Linked DNA regions of Gossypium hirsutum: region 2 is linked to region 1. The links are chromatin contacts, called in public Hi-C maps. All regions are on one chromosome and are shown on one strand. The core of a region is the stretch at or near the end of the contact, and the rest is flanking DNA. Distances in the headings are between cores, read along the strand shown. Region 1 has its middle 34 kb from the start of LOC107948592. Region 2 holds the start of LOC107948940.

Region 1 (5,408 bases), core at 2,683-5,182:
CATGGGCATGTGGTTAGGCTGTGTGTCTCCTGCACCTTAAATTCGAGAAAATAGTATGCTCAGAATTGAGCACACAGACAAAGACACGGGCGTGTGTCTCAGTCGTGTGTGCTACACGGCCTGGAATACGGGCGTGTGTCTTGGCCGTGTGCAACCTAAACCTAATTTCGAAAAGAATTAATTAACCACACGACCTAGCACACAGGCGTGTGGCATGGTCGTATGCACAAGTCAGAGAGTTATTCGGGGTCGAACACGACCTGTAGCACGGGAGTGTCCCAAGGTCACACGAGCGTGTCCCTCGGACCACAAGGGCGTGTGTGCCCTGTAACTTAGAAAACTTTTGAAAACTAGCAAAATTTTTATATAGTTTTCGATTAAGTCTCGACTCGATTCTATTACTTATTTTGGGCCTCGAGGGTCCATTTAAGGGACGTTATGAATAATCTCAGATAAAGAATAGTGATTGACATGATTTATTTGTAAATATTATGAAAGTTTTGATAATATTCTGTAACCCTATTTCAGTGACGGATATGGATTAAGGGTGTTACACTCAGTTAGTGGATGGGACATAAATCTCGGTGGGTCGATGTTCAATGTTAGGAATACTTACTAGGGAATGGCAGCAACTTCTAGTGGTTGGGAATAGCAGTAACTTCTAGTGGTTGGGAATCGATACGTACATAAGAATGGATGATGTACTCCCTACAACGTCCATCGGCAAGGGAACCTCTAACATGGCAGACGTTAATAGGTCCGAGAATGAAGATGAAAATGAATCCGATATGGATCCACCCTAGGAGCCCAATGCCGACAGTTTAGAAGTTGTATTATTTTTTGAACCAAAGCCTATTCCAATTGAACCAGAAGAAGGTGAAGTGGTGAAGATGAAGAAAAAGAAGATCCACGATTCATGGCATACTTGCCGCCAGCCCATATGCATAATGTTGATCTATCAACAGGGGATGGGTTGAAGTTTGTAGAACTATCACACAAGAGGCCTAGCCACACAAGTCATTCGTTAGATTCTGGTGATTTGGAAATGGGCAAGGAGTTTTTCAGTAAAAATGGTTTTATTGCTGCATTGAAGCTATACAGCATCAAGAACGGGGTTAACTTCCATATGTTAAATCCAAATCTGAGACATTCGAGGCCAAGTGTGCAATACGATATGATAGATGCACATGAAAAATTATGGCTTTGTGAAGAAAAAAATGGGGTTATGGACGATAGAAAAGTTCACCAGTCTGTATACGTGTGTTGCCTCTGGTACAGTATCACTGGGTTTTTAAGGTTTTATTAATTAGGGTTTTAGATACAATTCCACTTAATTAACGTACTCGTGGGGTTGCAGGTGTTTCAAGGGGTCATCCAAAGTTGGATTCAGATGTGATCATAGGCATAATATTACTGATGGTTAAAGCGGATCCGAGGACTATTGTTTCCATTTTAATTACAAATATTTGTAGCCAATTCAACTATACGCCTTCGTACTGCAATGTGTGGATAGCAAAGTAGAAGGCGTTGGAGAAGATGTATAGTGGGTAGGACGAGTCATACAATGAGGTGTGACAATGGTGTCAAGTGCTGGAGAGGTACGTCCCAGGTTGCGTAACAGATCTTGAAACAGAGACTGCATACTACAGCGATCGCTTTCAGTCGTATATAGTTCAATTACATTATTTGTATATAATTGAAAATTAAATATATTACTAAATAGAAATTGACTATGTTATTTGTATATAGTTCAAAATTAAATAAATACATACATCTACTTCTGATCGTTGGTCTAATAGAAGCCGTATATCTTAAAGCTTGATAGATAATCCCACATGACCGGTGCATGGTTCCACCTATTTAAATAACTTATTAGCATAATAATTTAAATTTAAATCAATTAATCATGAGGATATCTACTAAATTTTACCTTGTTACGAGTGAGAATGTATACGGGTAGTTCTCTCGATGACGTAAAAATGGAAACCAGAATCGGGCCCATGATTGTAGTAGTAAAAAGCAACCACCAATTTTGATTTTCACTGGTTGTATCGCCTGACACATCTCCTGGTACAATTTTACCAACACAGCGGATCCCCAACTGAGTTCGCCTGCTCCTCTAAAATCGACGAGTTTCAGCGATCACCTTAGATGGACGGGATTTCGTGACTTATTCGACATCAAAATACCCCCAATGATTTAAAGGATATACGCCCGAGCGTATCATTCTCTTTCGGCTTCAGTCGAATCCTCAACTAGCTCCGCAAAATTTTTTCGTATCCAAGGGATTTCAATCCGACCTCTGTAAATCATTTCTGGAATCACACCCAAAAGATCTAAACATACAGCTCATCAATCACCAGACGGAATAGACCCGGTGACTACTGACCTATCCACGGATAACCCCAACTATAAATGCACGTCCTCTAAAGTGATAGTACACTCGCCGCATGAAAGATAGAATGTGTGCGTCTCAGGTCTCCATCTCTCCACTAACGCGCTTATGAGTTTCAGGTCTAACTTATATCCCCAGCCTACAAAGGCCATGTACCAAAAATCAGCTTCCCTCAAGTATGTTTTGATCAACGGTGATGGAGGACCGGGTAGATTACGAATATGATATTGCAAAATTCGATCTTCCACCTCTTTATGTAAAAATTATAAAAAATATTAAGTTAAAATATAACAATGAAATAAAAAATTAAACAATATTAAAATTTATTCTTACCATTTGCATTTGGTTGACAAAGATGTGCTTGTTATCAAGATGGATTAGAGACCCGACCATTGCTAAATTATATTGAATACGAATAAATTTTTAATAAAAAATTATTTCTTGAAAACATTAATCAATAATAATAAATAGAATTTAGATAAAAATAGAATTTAGAAAAAAAAATTAAGAGAGAATTTGAGAGATTTTTTAGAGTTGATTGAGAAATTTGAGAGATTTAAGAGAGAATTGTGAGAAATGTGAGTGAGAAGAAGGTGTGGAGAGGTTATAGTTTTTTTTTTAACGTTGGGGGGGTAACGACTATTTAAAATACAGTGGAAAGTGACCGTTGGGGGAACGTGTTGACTTGGACGTGTTTTACTAGTCAGGAGGGAAAAAAGCGTTGAGTTGGACGCGCTTTTTTGATTTTCCCCTAAAAACGTCAGTAGCTGGGCGCATTTTTGTATTTTCGGCTCATTTTTGTAATTTTCAACAAAAGTGGCCCATTTTTGTAATTTTTAAAAAAATGGGCCTTTTTTGGTATATTAGTCATAAATATTGGTAGTATTCTTTTCTTAGGTTCTAACTTGGCATGCTGACTAAATTGTTTTCATATGAAGAGACATGTAGTTAACAAAAAACAAACATGTTAAGAGACGTGTAGTTAACGAAAAACAAACATTTTAAATTGACAATTTTTTTATGAAAGATATTAATAATATTATGATTGGATTGATTTTTAAATCGTAAAAGTAAGAAGATCTAATTTTAAACATTAAATATAGAAATTGAATCTCAAATTTTATCGAAATACAGAGATCGACAACAAATTTTGACCAAAAAAATATTTTTATTTTAATCTTTTAATCATATTTTTAGAAAAAAAATTCATTATTTAATTGTTAACGAAAATTTTAAAATTAAAATTATGTAATATGATTTGAATATAAATGTTTAAAGTGTGCATATATATAAAGGAATGCATGTGGTAGGGAAGCTATTGGTTTTTATTTTATATATTTAATTATTAAAAATGAGAACTATAAACCAATTTGAAAAATAAAGTATAATGAGGAAAATTCATGAACATAGATGGTTGGTCAAAACTCAAAAGAGAATATAAAGTTTAATTCCAATGGGTCAAGTTTAATGCATGAAATAAAGCTTTTCTTATATATGGAAAGTCCACATGGGGCTATGGTAATGGGATTCAACACCACCACACATGCCCAATAAATTCAAATTATAGACTTCTTTTTCGTCCCTTTGGGCCATTTGCCCTCAACTATCAAATCAACCCAATTTTTCATCATCATCACATCATTTTCTTTTTCTTTCATGATTGTCAAACTTTATTATATTTTGGATTGATGGATGAATTAATGTAAAATCAACTAAACTAATTAAATTAGATAAAAAATGTCAAAAACTATGTGAATTATACTTAAAGCTAATTTTATTTTTGTTATATATATTATAGATTAAACCCTTAATTGAGTTGGTATGACTAGTCAACTAAGCATCAACTTATGTAAGTAATGGCTAAAATATCATTGTTTTATAAAATATATTATATTATTTTGGGGTGTGTTTTTTTATTTACATTTTATAGAAAAATATGTGCACATTATAGGATTTAAACCTAAAACACAATAATTTTTAACATTTTTTTAACCATTTCAATCAAAATCTTATTTTTTTAAATTTTTTTATAAATATATTTTTTTGTATAATTTTATTTTTCACTCACATCGTGTTATAAATTGAAAATAAAAATCTTTTTAAAAAATTTATTTTGTAATAGTTGAACTAGTGAGTTAATAAGTTGAAAAGAAAATCAATAGTGAATCTATGGTTTACAATATAATCCATGAATGAAGTTTACTTGCAATTTTATCTGCTCCAGAATTCTTAAACTGAGCTTCCTTATGTTTTTATTTCAGTTTGGTTCATCAAAATGGTTGATGCACTTCTATTTAAGATGGTCGAGGAGAATATCTGTCAAACAAAACAAAGGTGTGTTAAGCGACATTGGAGCTTATATAGTAAAACAAAAAGTAAATGCTCGAGTGAAGAAGTGGAAGGTGGTAAAACGATGCATGGTTAGGGAACATAGTTACCCTGGGTTCGAAAATTTATATAATCTATAATTTAACCCATTTACTATCCCTAAATTTTTTGTTTTTATTGTAATATAATAATTCTAAATGATGCTGATGTAAGTGTTATGGGATTAGAACTTAAGTCTCGTAAATTGTGTAACCTCAAATGATTTTTTATTTTAAATTCGTTTAAATTAATTTAACGCTCGAAAGATGAGAATTTATAAAAAAAAATTTAAAGCATTGAAATAAAACGGAAACAAATACAAAAGATAAAGAAACACAAATCAAAGTTACAAGAAAGCAATGCACAGAAGATATTTAAGTAAATACTCTCAAATATATTTAATAATTATAAATGGAAAGATTACAAATTAAAAGGGAATGCTTTTATCTATATTTGAGCTCCCCCAGATCTAATGATATAGTTTAAAGTATATCGACGGTTCAAATCAAAACAAACCTACAAATTGAGATTTTTAAAAGAATTTTCTAAGATCTCTTAATATTACTTTACATATTTCTCCCAAAACTCTAATTTTATTTAAGTGTTTTATTGAATCAGTCAAATTTTAAGTAAATGAACTCTATAT
Region 2 (5,230 bases), core at 1,614-4,113, 190 kb before region 1:
AAAATGTGAGATATGGACTAAATCGTAAAGAAATAATAAATTGACAATAAATTGAATATGATGAATTGCAATATGAGATATTTAATGAATTGATATTTGATTATGACTGACCGAATCGTATTGGTATGAATTTGATTGATTATTGAGATAGATGATTAAATTGAATAAAATTGAAAATAATATAACTAGGTGAAATTGTGAAATTTTCTTGGAATTGAGATAAATCATGATACGCTATCTTTGAAATGATATTTTCATTGATGAAATGATGATATTGAGATTGATAGAATGAGAATCAAACAAATAATGAAATTTGATTATTGGTTAACCTATTAACTGTTCGGGTAGAGTCGAATATAGTTGGCATGTCATAGGATAGACAGAGTACTGGTTACTTCGACTACGTGCTGATGAGTACTGGGTACAACTTTTACTTCGGTTATACCGATGAGCACTGAGTGTAAACTATTTACTTCGGAATTGTCCGTTGAAGCACTGAGTGCCAAATTGGTATTTTGGTTGAATCCATGTATTCATTCAAATTCGAGTTAGGTTCATAGAGATATAAAATGTAAAGTTAATCATGGTATATCAATTGATTTGATGTTGTGAAATAATGCTTAAAAGAAGAGTTATAATATATGAATTGTGATAGTATACGAAAGATTATGCAAACAAGATATACAAGTCCAGATGACTGATATGAGAACAAGACAAATCAATTGATTTGATTTGGAAAATGATATAAATATGATATTTAATTGATTAAGTGTTGATTGATTTTGTGAACGGCATTGTAATGTTGATTATAAGTGAACTGGAATGTTATATGTTTGAATTACTATGTGATACAATTATAAATTCAACTTACCTTGTTGATATGTGATACTATTTTCGATATTTTCATACTGGACTTTAGATATCGTGATACCACCTCGATATATTTTAAAAATTTTCAATTTAGTCTAAGTTTATTCCTGGGATGATAAAGAGTTTTTGTAAGTTCGATCAAGGCTCAGATTTAGTTGTATATCATAATGCGAATGCGTTTATACATGATTGTATGATTGTATGTTTGTATGTTATATTTACGGTGTATTTGACTGTAGTTGCTCCGACAACGGATATGGCATCCTATAACTCGGACTCAACAGTCGGGTCAGGCGAGAGTTGTTACAATCAGAATAATCCAAAACAAAATATCAAAGTGGACTTATTAAGTTTAAGGGTTGAAAATTACATTAACCTTAAAAACTCATTTTGGAATGGAAATTGTGTGAGTTAGTGCTAGATAAAAAATCAAAAAATTGAAAAATATTAGAACTACGGTGTTTGAAAGGTTTTTGAAATAGGCCTAAGATATTATTTGATATTCCAGTTTGACATTTTTTTCTAATGTGGTACCTGTGTTATTTTTTGGTCTAATATGATACCTATATTTGACAAAATTTATATATTTTGATACCCAAAGGTAGCAATGTTAGCTTTTTAGTGTTTAATTCGAGTTTTTGAGTTGATTTGATGAAAGTTGATTTCTAATATTATTAGATTTGAATTTTTAATGATTTCAAAAAAAATAATTTTAGTATTAATTGTGAATTTGTTTAATTTTACGTTTAATTTGTCAAATATAGTCCGATGAATGTGATTTAATTCCGATTTTAGAGTTGATTTGATAAAAGTTAATTGTTGAAATTATTAGCTAATTATAAAATTTTTATCAAATTAACTCTAAAATTCATATTAAACACTAAAAAATAATATAAATACCATATTAAAAAAAATCAAACTTAAGTAACAAATTATGCATTAAACCTTTAACGTATAAATAATAATTTACTCTACACAAATTCTTTTTTTTATTTAATTTACAATTACATTATCTAGATGTAAAAATAAATATTTTATATTAAAAGAAAAACCAACCAAGTCTTAATAACAAATTAAAAAAATTAAGTCGAGTCATCAACTCAAAAGAACTATGAGCAGAAAGAAATTTCTTAGAAGGCGTCCCCATCAGCAGCAGCAGCGACCAAAGTCGGTGATTGTGAATACGCGCTACCTAGGTCAACACCTCCATCCTCTGCTCCAAAATCAAAAGTCCACAACTTCGGCTGCCCAAACACTGCTTACCCTATTTATTTATTCCTCTTACTCTCCAATCATGGCGCGTAGTCAAAGCACGGCTGATCCTCTTCGTCTTAATGCTTCTACATTCTGTACGCCACTTAATTGCGCGTAGGTCTAGTGCTTTTCTCGTTTTCTAATGTGAACCCGACGACCAAACCTAGCTTTAGTCTTTGGGTGTACAGATTATAGACCGACCTTTCTACCTGGCATATGAATCAAATTACAAAACTATTTAGGGTTAATACCACAAGACATACCCAAAATATACTCTAAATTCTAAATTAATCCTCAAGTTTCAAATTATTGTACTTCCATTACCTTCTTTGTCAATTAAATGTTAAATCTAGTCCAAATTTCACATAGAATATATTTAAAACACATGATAAAATTTTAAGGACATGGCTATCACATTAGATCATTTAGATTTAATATATGATAAAATGAAAGAAAAAAGAAATCTCTCTCTTAAATTTTAAGGACACATTCAATTCTTTTTTAATATATCAAATCAAAAATGTTAAATCCGAGCTAGTATTAATGTTCAAGTTGAAGGTTAACTAGATGGAAATATCTTATTATATGATATTTGATATTTTGATAATTCAATTAAAATGTTTTGAAGTTAAAGGATCAATTTTAAACTTAGACTATAAATTGAGGATGTTTGGAGCAATTAATCCAAGTTTAAAAAACTCATTTGTACGAGTCAAAATCGAAGCCCGTCGTCCCCCTTGTTTTTGCTGACTATATTTTGAGCCATTATTCATCATTATCATAATCATCATCTCACAATCACGGAAGCAAATTTGTGATTCTCACTAACTTCACTACATTTCAGCTATTCATTATTTTTTTGGTGCTGGTAAGCCATGAGGAACACAAAAAGTTCAAGTTCTGGGTGTTTCTCCGCCGTTTTCCGCCGGCTTTTTTGTTCGGGGACTCCTGAAACACATCCATCAGTCCCCATTATAGAGTTAAACGCCGTTGATATCATGGCTAAGGCTCAAGTCCAAGCATCTGAAAGTGGTCCTGGGATAGTGGCTAGGCTAATGGGGCTGGACACATTGCCAGACAACAACTGGGTTTGTAGAGGCAAAACTCCAAGTTCAGTTCCTCGGAGCAAGTCAGCCAATTTCATGGATTATATGCTGGATTTTGATTTAACAAAAGCCACTCATCGTCGAGTGAAAACGTCGACGTCGTTTCAGGAGCTACCGCAAAGTCCGCAGCTGTTGCAGCACAATCAAGAAACAATGTCTGAGCCAAGGAAATGGAAATCCCAAAGAGTAAATGGATCAAGTGGTAAGAATGTTAAGCAAAATGTGAATGTAAGAGAGAAAGTATGTTCCAAGAAGAAAAACAAGAAGATATCTAAGCTTAAAAACGAGCCAAGGAGAGTTTCTAGTAAACAATCTTTGAAGTCCAGTGGCTGCATTGGTGTAAATTCAAAGGCAAAAACTCCATTGGAGGAAGTATCTGTTAAGACGAAGAAAAAAAATCAATCTGCAGTTAGGAAAGTTGAGTATACTGACAGTAACTCGGAGGGCTCAAGTTCAAGTTTAAGCCCAGTTTCTGTCCTCTATGTCAATGATTTTGAGTCGACGAAAAACGAGGAGACTGCGTATTTCATGGAGTTGGTGGATAGACCTAGCAAAATGACAGATGAAGATATAAAATTCTCAAATTAGATAACGAAGAAACTTTTCACGTTTGAAGACTTTGAAGAAATCTGTGTGAAGCTTGAGGAGCAAATACTTGATTTAATGTTGCACCAAGTAGCTGATGAACTTGGGGGATTCCACACATGGAATGTTTGAAAACAAAAACCAACTTGGTGGGTACTTTGTGCAAAATCCAGAGTTTTTATCCTTCAAATCTACAGGTAAACCTTGAAAAATAAAATTCGAAGGAGTTGACCGAATTTGATTACTGGTGCGGTTGCCTCTGCTAGCAAATTGCAGCATGGAGTTAGTGTCAAGTAAGCAAAGGATATATGGGAATGATATTTTACATGTTCAGAAATTGTAAACTATAGTTTTAAGCGGGGGGGTGGGGGTGGGGAATGCCCCTTATTTATAGTTTTATATTTCAGCTTTAGGCAGAGAATGGATATTTTCCACCCTTCCTTGAATGTGACATGAATACATCTTCATTGACCATTATAGTTTTTGGTATGACTGAAATCGGAACTAAGAGAATGATCGAAAAAATATTGCTTCTGTGTACTAAGAAAATGGTGTCAAAATCTAGCTCTACATTAGCTATATAACACCTCTGTCTGTCTGATCCAAAACCCCCTAAATCTTTAGGTTTTACCCTTATTTTTCCTCACTGCATCGATGAAATTAGTCATCACTTGTTGCTCATCGAGTGGTGGTATTGAGGCAAAGTGCTGCTGCACAGCATTGATAATTTTTACCCTTGATGAACCAGGCCGGATTCCCTTGATTTTGAAGTACCTTATATATCTTCTCAAAGTATTAGTTTCTAGTTTTGCGAAGTTCACCTGAGTAGTATGTCTTTCTGTACGAACTCCACGATTTTTCCCATGCTCAGATTTGACATCATTCATTTTGAATTCACTCATTTTCATTATCAAGTCTTGACCATTGTCTTCTGCATCTCCCTCAGCGAGTTTTTGCATAGTAACATCTCTGGAGCAATGGCCTTTTTTCTTACGAACCAGACTATTTTTCCCATGCTCAGACTCTTCGAAATTCTTGGTTACAAGTCTAATTGTTTGTCCACTTGATGAATCAGGTTTGACATCCTTCATTTTTAAGTCACTGATAGTCTTTCCCTCGGCAGGTTCATACATAGGAACTAGAGGATTTTTCGCACGCTCCTCCTCTTTGAAGTTCCGAAGTTTAATCTTTAGTCTTGTTGATGAATCAAGTTTGACATTCTTCATTTTGATGTCACTGATCGTCTCTCCCGAGCTTCGGTCATTGTTTTGTTTCTCTATCCGTGACTGGTTCTGTTCCCATGCATCTCCCTCAGCATGTTCATACATAGGAACTGCCGGGTTTTTCGCGTGCTCCGGATCATTGAATGTCCCAATGACGAGTCCATTTGATGAATCAGGTTTGGCATCCTTCAT

The links. A called contact is a pair of places that touch in the nucleus more often than the background predicts.
Region 2: a contact with region 1 is called in a Hi-C map of leaf, with 2.7 times the contacts expected there. The contact joins the promoter of LOC107948940 here to the enhancer-like site in region 1. A contact is called at or near these places in 4 of 34 Hi-C or Micro-C datasets (hypocotyl, leaf and petal).

The regions. Positions count from the first base shown.
Region 1 is chrA04:77,235,070-77,240,477 of Gossypium_hirsutum_v2.1, reverse strand. No RefSeq gene overlaps it. Among protein-coding and RNA genes, the nearest start is that of LOC107948592, 34 kb to the right of the region's middle. Within about 2 kb of position 3,932, at least 2 of the 9 cell types and tissues checked have an H3K27ac peak or open chromatin away from gene starts, as enhancers often do. A contact at or near this core is called in hypocotyl and leaf, where this site is marked.
Region 2 is chrA04:77,426,967-77,432,196 of Gossypium_hirsutum_v2.1, reverse strand. LOC107948940 reads left to right here and starts at 2,863. Exons shown (of 2, transcript XM_041111406.1): 1 at 2,863-4,108; 2 at 4,939-5,230. The coding sequence starts at 3,000. The coding sequence ends at 3,818. It overlaps LOC121228167 (a long non-coding RNA gene), which reads right to left. Exons shown (of 4, transcript XR_005925698.1): 2 at 3,886-4,074; 3 at 3,663-3,777; 4 at 3,220-3,359.